Linked DNA regions of Sus scrofa: regions 1 and 3 are each linked to region 2. A link is a contact called in public HiChIP or PLAC-seq data. All regions are on one chromosome and are shown on one strand. Each heading gives the region's core, a stretch centred on a gene start, on an enhancer-like site or on the middle of the called end of the contact. The rest is flanking DNA. Distances are from core to core; before and after follow the strand shown.

Evidence for each region. HiChIP or PLAC-seq counts read pairs in DNA pulled down with a chosen protein or histone mark.
Region 1: an H3K27ac HiChIP or PLAC-seq map of alveolar macrophages shows a contact between it and region 2. The contact joins the promoter of LYRM1 here to the promoter of LOC100524613 in region 2. A contact is called at or near these places in 1 of 5 promoter capture datasets (liver), 1 of 47 Hi-C or Micro-C datasets (heart right ventricle) and 2 of 2 datasets of contacts at active chromatin or transcription factors (alveolar macrophages and skeletal muscle).
Region 3: a contact with region 2 is called in an H3K27ac HiChIP or PLAC-seq map of alveolar macrophages. The contact joins the promoter of DNAH3 here to the promoter of LOC100524613 in region 2. A contact is called at or near these places in 1 of 5 promoter capture datasets (liver), 2 of 47 Hi-C or Micro-C datasets (blood and heart right ventricle) and 2 of 2 datasets of contacts at active chromatin or transcription factors (alveolar macrophages and skeletal muscle).

Annotation. Positions count from the first base shown.
Region 1 is chr3:25,150,617-25,153,690 of Sscrofa11.1, forward strand. It overlaps LYRM1 (LYR motif-containing protein 1), which reads right to left and starts at 1,396. Exons shown (of 4, transcript XM_021086518.1): 1 at 1,270-1,396. DCUN1D3 (DCN1-like protein 3) reads left to right here and starts at 885. Exons shown (of 4, transcript XM_021086516.1): 1 at 885-1,072.
Region 2 is chr3:24,227,044-24,230,498 of Sscrofa11.1, forward strand. LOC100524613 (cytochrome b-c1 complex subunit 2, mitochondrial) reads right to left here and starts at 1,788. Exons shown (of 14, transcript XR_002342381.1): 1 at 1,633-1,788.
Region 3 is chr3:24,909,654-24,913,052 of Sscrofa11.1, forward strand. It overlaps DNAH3 (dynein heavy chain 3, axonemal), which reads left to right and starts at 1,507. Exons shown (of 66, transcript XM_021086503.1): 1 at 1,507-1,848. It overlaps TMEM159 (a long non-coding RNA gene), which reads right to left and starts at 1,174. Exons shown (of 8, transcript XR_002342386.1): 1 at 1,021-1,174.

The DNA of each region.
Region 1 (3,074 bases), core at 146-2,645, 920 kb after region 2:
TAGAAAGTATCGGTGTCCTGTCAACCTTCCTCCCTCGCCCTACTAATTTGCCCCTACTAATCTCCCATTGACATTCGGGAATCCAAAGGTTTCAGACATCCCAGATGGTCCCCAAACCAGCATTTTCAGCATTCCCAAACCAGGCTTCCCCTTCCTGGCCCTGGAGCCACTTCCCTTGGCAGGTTCCCCACGCCAGCAGCGGGGACACCGAGCCGCCCTCGCGAGGCTGGGGTCACACAGGCTCGTCTCCTAGCAACGTCGCACCCCCCACCCTCACCCATCCCTGCCCCTTGGGAGCCAACCCCTTCCCCCAGTCTCCCGCGCCAGGAGTCAGCGTCTCCATTCTCTACACTCACTCTGCGTCAGTCCAGCCTTCCCCCACCCACAGAAGCGCCGCAGCCTACGGCAGACTGGGAGGAGGCGGCGCCGGGAGCCCAGCTGAGCCGTGGTCGACAGAGCTTAAGCAGGTCCGGTAGGCCAGGCCAGACCAAACCACCAGACGAACCTCCGTGGGAGCATTCGTACCAGGTCGGGGGTAGGCTAGAGCCTTCCTTAAACGTCACACTCTAGACCACCCTCCACCGTATTCGCAACAATTATAGCCAAGTTCAACCTTTTCTTATTTTTCCTTTCCCCCTTCCGCTCTCCTCTCCCCCGGATTCCAGCCCCCCCCCCGAAAATGGGCCAGTCCATCTCCTCCTAGCCCTCCCTCCGCGTCGCTAGGTCTTTGCCCTTACTTGGCGACGGCTTCGTACGTCTTTGCGTACGTCGTGACGCAACCTGCCCCTCGTTCCCTCCCCGCCCTTCTCCTATTCCGCCTCCCGGAGCGGGCGGCCCGCGGGGTTACCGGAAGTGATGATGCAGGAGGCGATGGAGGGGGCGGGGTTTCGGGGCGGCCGCCGCCGGTGGGCCGCAGATGAAGAGGAGGCGGCGGCAGTGGTGGAAGAAGAGGCGGCGGCGGCGGTGGGGGTAGGGTGCTTGAAGACGCGAGCGGGGATGGTAGGTGGTTTGGACCTGCCGGGCCGCCGTCGTTTCCAGAAAGGGTTTGACTGGAGGAACCTCTGGAGCAGCTGTGAGTTTGGGGGTTGGGGGGTGTATGAGGAAAAGGGGAGGCTTTGGGAGATGAAGGGGCGGGGGTTTGGGTACCTTCGAGAAAGGGGGGTAGAAGGGGAGGAGTGGAAATCGGCGCCTTGTCTGGACTGGTCCCGCTGGAGGAAGACGCTGTGAGGGGGCCCTGTGGCGTGTCAGCCCCAGGCTCAGAAAACTTACCTACTGTCTCTGCCCCTCCACCGCCGGCACCCCCCACCCGCCACCCAAGGCCTGGGGCTCTGGGGGCCGGAGCTGCCCTGGAGGGAGTGCAAACTCTAGTCTTCTGCCCCTGGTAAGTGCAGTGAGGTAGGAGCCCAAGCAGGAGGTGGTGGGTGAATCTCCAGCTCCTCCGCCCTCATTTCCCTCCCCACCCCCATCCTTCTCTTTAATCATTAACAGCCCTGGAATTAAGGGGCTCAGACCTGGAGGCCTTCCTATGCACCTTTGCTGTAAACGATAACCATCTGTGCCTGAGGTAATGGGGCTGGAAGCTTTGCCTGTATCCTGTATAGGAAGTGGGACAGGGTGACAAATGTATTGTTTTTTTCTATTCTCCCCCACCCCCATCCTCCCCCATGCATACCCCTCCTTTCCACTTTAATTCTCCGTGGCTAAGTAGTAATCGTGTTTTTTTCTTTTTCTTTTTCCCTTTCGTCTTGGTACCTTCTTTTGAATTTGGTGTTCTGCTTCTATCCCAGATCTTAACTTCAAGCTTTGTAATACTTCAGTTACAAGCTGTGTCTCTTTGGGAGTACTTCTCAATGCCCGGTCGCTCCCGATTAAGATAAGCATTTTCTCCTAAGAATACTGGAATTCCAAAGCCTTGCAGGGATTCCTGAATGGCATCATAGTCCAGGAATCAAGGTCTCTTCCTCTGAATACTTTATATGTGAGGAATTTAAATGTTGTCAACTCTTTCCAGAATGTTTTGATCTTAGGCTAATTCTGGATTTCTGTGTTTTTCTCCACCCACACTTCATAATGCACTTTGGAGAAGAGAAAACCCCATGTACTTTTTTGTTTCTACAATTTGACAATAGCTCTTTTATCTTTCTCTCCACTTGTGTGTCTGGCACACAAGTCTTCGATGACACATTTGGCTTGTACTGATTTCCATCTTATTTATTTAGCTGAATGTTTGTATATAAGTGGCGTTAAATAAGACATTGTGACTTGTTTAGTTTTGTTTTAAGGAAGAAGGTAAACCAATAAGGGATGTAAAAAAATCATTTGAAAATTGCAAAGAATGATTGAAGAAGAAGATCTCCGTTGATATTCTGTTGGTTTAAGGGGGAAAAAAATGTAGTGCTACTTTAGCCTTTTGTAGGGATTTCAGAGTGAAGTGTGATGATTCCTATTTTGGTGTTGATATTTTCTTTGGAAATCTTTTTTGGATTATAAATTTGGAAATAAATTCTTTGTTGAATCTGGAGCTGTGTTTTCTGAAGAACTTGAAGAGTTGGTGCCCAAATTTTAGGGATCATTTGATTAGAAAAAGTCCATAAATCCTGTTCCTCTGCAACTGAATTTATATGCTTATTGCTAGACAAATTATCATAACATGGGTTCCATTCTACTCATCGGGGCTTTCAAGCCTGATAAAACAGAATATTTAATGCTTTGATTGTACAAGTAATGGCATGTTTAGATGTTTCACAGAAATGTAACAGAAGAAAAAAATGACTACTTTTCTCATTTTAGCTGAATTGGAATCATTGACTAAAAACTCCAAAATTCATTCAATCAACAAACTTTTCTTGACTGGCTACTAATTGCTAGCTATTATTTCAGGCAATGGGTCTGTGAAGGTGAACACAGCAGTAAGGTCCACGCTGCCCTGGAGCTTAGGTTAGAGTGGAGGTGGTGTGGGGACAGATAAATAAGCAAATGAGATTTTGATAAGTGCTGAAGGAAACAAGAGTGATGTGATAGAAAGTGTCTGATTGAGATATAGTCGGAGACCTTTCGGAGGAGGTGACGCTTAA
Region 2 (3,455 bases), core at 538-3,037:
GGTCATAAGGTGACTACTAGAGATGCTGAGAGTTAATCCTCAGTACTCCCAGGATCAAACAAACATGCTACTAGATTTTTCTAAGGACCCCCCTCCTTCAGAGGCTGCAATGCCCCTCGGTGTTGTCCAGGGGGTGGAGGCTGTTGGTTGTGCATTCAGCATCAGTGCTGTATTAAGCTGGTTCCTAGTTTCATATAGTTAACCCTCCTAGTGATTTTACTGTTTTATTTTAAAAATTTTTTTAATTTTATTTTTTTTTTTTTTTTTTTTTTTGCTTTTTTAGGGCTGCACTTGTGGCATATCATATGGAGGTTCCCAGGCTAGGGAATCGGAGTTGTAGCTGCTGGCTTACGCTACAGCCACAGCAAGCTCAGTTCTGAGCTGTGTCTACTACCTACACCACAGCTCATAGCAACGCCAGATCCTTAAGCCACTGAGCAAGGCCAGGGATTGAACCTGTGTCCTCATGGATTCTAGTCAGATTCGTTTCCACTGAGCCACGATGGGAACTGAGTATTTTTTTCCTACTGGAAAGTGGAGATGGATGGAATGGAGGAGGAGCTTTGGAGATCTTTGCCCAGTCTAACTGGGTTTTCCTCTAATCACTGGTTTGTCTAGGGGTGTTAGGAAGGGTAAGACAATTGTAGACTAAATTAGGGCTATTTGTACAATTCATAGTTTATCTACTTAAACATTAAGTGCAGAGAAACTCCATTCCCTGGTCTTTTGCACCTCCTTCTATCAGGTTCCTAGGTTACCTTGCAAACCCAGGTAATTTTGGCATTTGGGACTGGACAATTCTTTGCCGTGGATGGCTTTAGGCACTGTAGGATGTTCAGGTGCAGAACTCCCCCACAAGTTGTTACAACCAAAAATGTCTCTAGATATTGCCAACTGTCTCCTAGGAACAAAGGCGGCTTTGCTGAGATTTTTCAATCTGAGAACAAGACCCCCCCCCCATAACTACCGTTCCACACATATAACACTGACACTTAGAGGAGATTTCCCCAGACAACAGCTATGCTTCACTCCGGCTTGGCTTGAATGAGCTTAAGCTCTTGAGGGCAGGCCAAGAACCCCTCCTGGATAAACTCTGACAAGAGATCAAGAAAAGCAGGAGACCACAGTAACAACTTCCAGGCACTGCGAAAAACGCTACAAAGACATTAGCTCATTTCTTCCTTAGGATCATACTCATAAGCCCATTGGAAAAGGTGATGCTCCGTGATACGCCAAGAAGCATACGCCGAGGCTGACGGGTAGGGACGGGGGGCCGAGGCTGACAGGTAGGTCTACGCCGGCCTCCTGCGTCCGAGGTCTGGCGGTCGCCTTCTCCAGCAAAGTGCACTAATGACCTTCAAAGGTCTCCCACGCCCAGTCGCTGCACCTCGGCTCTCAAACCCTCTCCCTCTCTTTCGGTTTTCCGGCATTGGGTCTCCGGTACTCAGACCACGAGCTGTCCTTCGGCCGCCCGACCCACCCAGCCTGCAGACCACTTGGCCGGCAGGGTTCAGCTGAAGGGCAGAACAGAGCCCAAGGCACCGGGACCCCAAACCAGGCACCTCCTGTCCGTATGACCTTGCTAACAAACTGCTCTCCCAACCCTGCCCCAAGCCCGCCGGCTGTGCTCACCGAGAAGGATCCGGCTCTGGTTATAAGCTTCATGGCTTAAGATTGCTCGGACCCGCGGTCACAACCGCCTTACAGGAGAGCAAGATGGTGGCGGAGGGCGGGAATGGCCCAACTCTCCCCGCGACACTCTTTCCCACGCCTACTGAGGGGCCTCTCTACACGACCCGCCTGCGCTCTACTGCTCCCCGGAGGAGGTTGGACCAGTCCAATTCCTCCAAGACGCAGGCTAGGGAGACACATAATTTCGTAAGGAAATATTCAGAAGGCAATTTAAATGACCACTTTTAGATTTCTCTTCCTGGCGCGGATATCCACTCTGTAGTCCTTTTCTACGTCTAGGACAGCCCATCCAGCACCCCCGCCACTTTGGATTCTCCCGATCTGGACTGTCCAATGAAAGAGCCCCTGCCCGGGGCTTTCCCCCCCGCGGCGACTGAGTTCCAGGACTTCCCACTGCCTGGTGGCCGTGGCCTTGGGAGCGGGTCTCCGTGGCTGCCCTGCAGCAAAGGCTTGGACGTAGAAACCTGGTGTGATCGCCTCTCGCTTGAAGTCCTCGCTAGATCATTAGCTCCATGAGAGCAGAGGCCTTACCCAGAGAATTCGCTGTTCTTACTTCCAGATCAGGTCCGGGGAGACTGAAATTTAGGAAATCCTCACAACTAAGGTCTCTACTCTCATGGAATTTATATTCTAGACTGGGATTACGTAGAAAATAAAAACTGAGCTATAGTTTTGTCTTAGATTAAAAATTTTGAATAGTAGTGGTGCGCTCGCGCGAGAGACTGGAACTGAAGGTTGCTTATTGGGAGTCGTGTGACTGGGGGGAAGCGAATTCAGTGCTTTCTTCAACGAGTAGTAACTTAGCCGTTGCCTGTGCCAGACACTATTCTAAAGAATAAGGCATGATCCCTGCCCTTCAGGGACTTAACAGTCTGGTACCCTGCCACTTTGCGTGGTTGGGAAACCAACATCAATATCATTTAGGAGTTTGTTTGAAATGCAGAATCTAGGTTCCATATAGAATCAAAATCTGCACCTTTGCAAGATCCCAAGTTGATTCATATGTGCATTAAAATTTCATAAGGGCTGGTACTGTAGATGTTACAAAGCATACACAAACTTAGGTCTTCTTTGGCTTGTGGGTGAATTGCTCCGCCTTATCTAACAGGAGATACCAGGCGACTTCTAATACCCGGTGGTGAAAATGTGATACACTTACACAGTGATGCATGTGATGATTTTAAGTTGGTACATAAATGAACATTGTTCTATTTTAATAGTTGTATATTTATTTTGAATATTATGGCAAGTAGTGCTGGTAATGAGTTTCTTCTTTTATGACATCAGTGAGTCTTAGAAACAATGCTAAATGTAAAAGCATTAAGTAACTATATTCAGTGTGATGCCTATTTTCTAGAGTTCACAAACAACAAAAACTAACCAGTACAGTAGGTGAACATGTAAATGAAATAAAACCAGAAAAAGGAAAAAAATCTTAATGATTAGTTGAAAAATAACTGGGTAACAAAACACGAACTGTTTGTTCTGAAAATGCTGAAAACTAAAACAATTAAAAAAAAAAAACATAGGAGTTCCCGTTGTGGTGCAGTGGTTAACGAATCCAACTAGGAACCATGACGTTGCGGGTTCGATCCCTGCCCTTGCTCAGTGGGTTAACGATCCGGCGTTGCCGGGAGCTGCGGTGTAGGTTGCAGATGCGGCTCCGATCCCATGTTGCTGTGGCTCTGGCGTAGGCCGGTGGCTACAGCTCCGAATCGACCTCTAGCCTGGGAACCTCCATATGCCGCGGGAGAGGCCCAAGA
Region 3 (3,399 bases), core at 257-2,756, 680 kb after region 2:
AAGGTCCACTCGGACCGGTTTGGGGAGTCTAATGGGGCAAGAGTGGGTAGAATCCCACAGACACAGCAATTCCCAGATCCCCTAGTCACTTACTCCTCGGATGGGCCTCCGCAGGCACTGAGAAGTCTCCGGAGGGAAGATTTAACCCCTTACACTGCGTAGGACACAAGTTCCCCGCCTTCTCCGCGCCTTCCGGGCTGAGCCAGAACACCAGCTAACCCACCCTCGCTTCTACAGCCCGCCGCCCCTCCACGACAAAAGCCCCCAACTCTTCCATCCCTGCCCCTCCCGGGGCAAACGGAAAACCTAAACGTTCCGGCTGGGGGGAGGGGGGGCTCCGCATCCAGGGCTGGAGGAAGGAAACCTGGGGGCAGCCTCGAGGGGATCCAGGCCTCCCGCTCCTCACGTGGTTCCAATCTCCCCGCCTTCGAAGACGCGAAAGGGGGCAGGCGCCCAGTTTCTTAGGATCCAAAGGGAGGGGGGAAGGGGGATGATGAAGGTAGAGAAGGGGGTCTGCACCCGAAAGGGCACCGAGGCAGGGAAATGGGAGCTCAGGAGGGAGTCGAGTACCTAGTCATTAATTTGGGGAGAATAATCCACCTTTGGAACTTGGAGTTCCTACCAGCACTGACGGGAAAGGTGGGTCCACGTTAGAGAAGAACCTGATAAGGAGGAGGGCATCTGTGTTCATTAATTCTAAAGAGGGGGTTTGGAGACTTCCCAACCAGGTTTCCCAAGAAAGGGCAGGGTCTCCGGGCTGGGATAGGGAAGACAAACCTTTCACAAAACGTAGCAGGTGTGGATAAAGCGTGTGTGTGCGTGCGTGTGTGTGTGCGTGTCTGTCCCCCGAGGGCTCGGAGGGATGGGACAATAACCAAACCGCAGACTGAAGGGTTTAAGTCCTGGGACGCCAGCTACCTTCTCAACCCACCGCCCCCGCGCTCTGCCGTTCGTCCCGCCCCGCGAAGTCTAGCCAGTCAGGGCCCTCAGTTTCCCCGCGCCCCAGCAGCCAGCTCTCACCTGCTCCTGTCAGCCGCACCTCTTATACTCTGCAGGCGGAGCAGAGTGTGCCCGGAGCGGGAAGAGGAAGCAAAACGCAGGAAAGAGGAGCGGGAAGAGGAAGCGAGAGGCGGGGCGAGGAGCTGGAGCTCGCGCCCTCCCACCCCCTCCGCGGCCCCGCCTCGCACCTCCCTTCCCCTCCCCTCCCTCCCCTCCGCGGCCCGGCCTCGCGCCTCCTCGCCCCTCCCCTCCGCTCCGCGGCCCCGCCTCGCGCCTCCCTTCCCCTCCCTCCCTCCTCTCCGCGGCCCGGCCTCGCGCCTCCTCGCCCCTCCCATCCGCTCCGCGGCCCCACCTCGCCCCTCCCCTCCCCTCCCCTCCCTCCCCTCCCTCCTCCCTCCCCTCCCTCCCCTCCGCGGCCCGGCCTCGCGCCTCCTCGCCCCGCCCCTCCTCTCCGCGGCCCCGCCTCGCGCCTCCTCGCCCCGCCCCTCGGCTCCGCGGCCCCGCCTCGCGCCTCTCCTCTGCTCTGCTCTTCTGGGCTCACCGGGCCCAAGGTCCCAACGACCACGCGGAGGCGCTGCAAGCTGCGGCGTGGCGGCCAGAGCATAGCGCCGGGTGGCCACAGCAAAGTGCGCGGAGTCCCTCAGCCTTTCGGAGCTTCTCGGACGGGCGTTGAGTGAGGAGCTCGTGAGGAAACTGAGGCTCTGAAAGAGCTGCCCTTCCACCTCAGGCAGGTGGACTGGCGCGTGAGAATGGGCTTTCTCAGGATCATAGGGCTTCCGCTGCCTAAATACCATGAACCAAGTCTTTTGGAGGCATCTCTGGAGCTCAAGACAGACAAGTGACAGTGACGTAAGTACGACTTTGACTGGAAGGTTTTAACTGCTACTTTTCAAATGCAAATGTCATGACCCAGCGACATCCTTAAAAATGGGTTAGATTAGTGTTTCCATTTTATACATGAAAAAGTCTAATCCCAAATCCTCCGTTTCAAATCAGAGCCAGAACACATGGTCCCTGACCCGAAATCCAACCCATACAGCAGGGTTTCTCAGCTGGACATCACTGCTGATATTTTGGTCAAGAAGATTCTGTGTTGAGGGGGCTGTCCTGTGTATTGTAAGATGTTTAGCAGCATCCACGGCCTCAACCCACTAGATGCCAGTAGTACTTTCCTTCCTAGCAGATGACCAAAAATGTCCCCAAACATTAGCAGATGTCCCCTGGGGGGCACAGTTGTCTAGGTTGAGAACAACTGCCATAGGACATACTGGTAAAGACCATGAACTGGGGTCCAGCAGTCCCGGGCTGTGGTCCCAGGTCAGACTTTTACTGTGTAACCTTAGAGGAATTATCTCTCTGAGCTCAGCTTCGTCTGTGAAAGGGAGAGGGGGATAGACTTGAGGACTCAGGCCCTTTCCATCCAGGGACCTGTTTTCATCCATCTCTCCTCTGTGACTCGTGTCCATAGCAACCTGGAAAATAACTCTTTAGGAAAGAGAAAAGCAATCACAGGTTTGTAGTTAGGGCTGGTGAGTACAATAATGGCTGTGAAGAACTTAGCACCTATCTGGCACATAGAAGGGACTAAAAATATTTAATGTATTTGTTTTTCCTCCCTCATCATATCAAGTTTTCCTAGTTTATTTATTTTTATTTTTTATTTTTTTATTGTGGTATAGTTGACATATAACAAATATCAGGTGTGCAACATAATGATTTGATATTTGTGTACATTGCAAAATGATCACAATAAGCCTAGTTAATGTCTGTCATCATGTATAGCGTTTTTTTTTTCCTTGTGGTGAGAACTTTTAAGATTTACTCTCTTAAAAACTCTCAAATATGCCATACAGTATTATTACCTATAATTGCCATGCTGTCTATTAATCCCCCTGACTTACTTATTTTATAACTGGAAGTCTGTACCTTTTGATTTCCTTCACTGACTTTGCCCATCCATCAATGATGTATTACTTCTACCAAGTAGTATTTCCAGAAATAATTAGGCTGGTGGATAGAGAAATAAGTTTAGGGGTCATAATAATAATAAGCTTAGGGTCCTCTCTTCCTCCACCACATCCAGGAAAGAGGGAGCTAGTGGTGACGATAGGAGGACATAGGCAGAAATGTCTTCCTAAATTCTCATGTTTCAGGCAGTCATGTCTGGTTTCATGCCTTTTTTCAACTGCAGTATGATGGATGCCCCCCCAGGAAAGGGTTGGTTGTTTTTTTGTTGATTTTGTTTTTCTTTAAAAGAAAACATTGCAACCCTCCTTCCCTGATGGGTGTCGCTTTGCAAAGCTGAATTGGGGCCTCCACTTAAAATTGTGTTCAAGGGTGCCATCTAGGGGGAACCTCTGTGAATCCTCTAATTCCTTCTACCTGTGGCTTTTTTGTAGC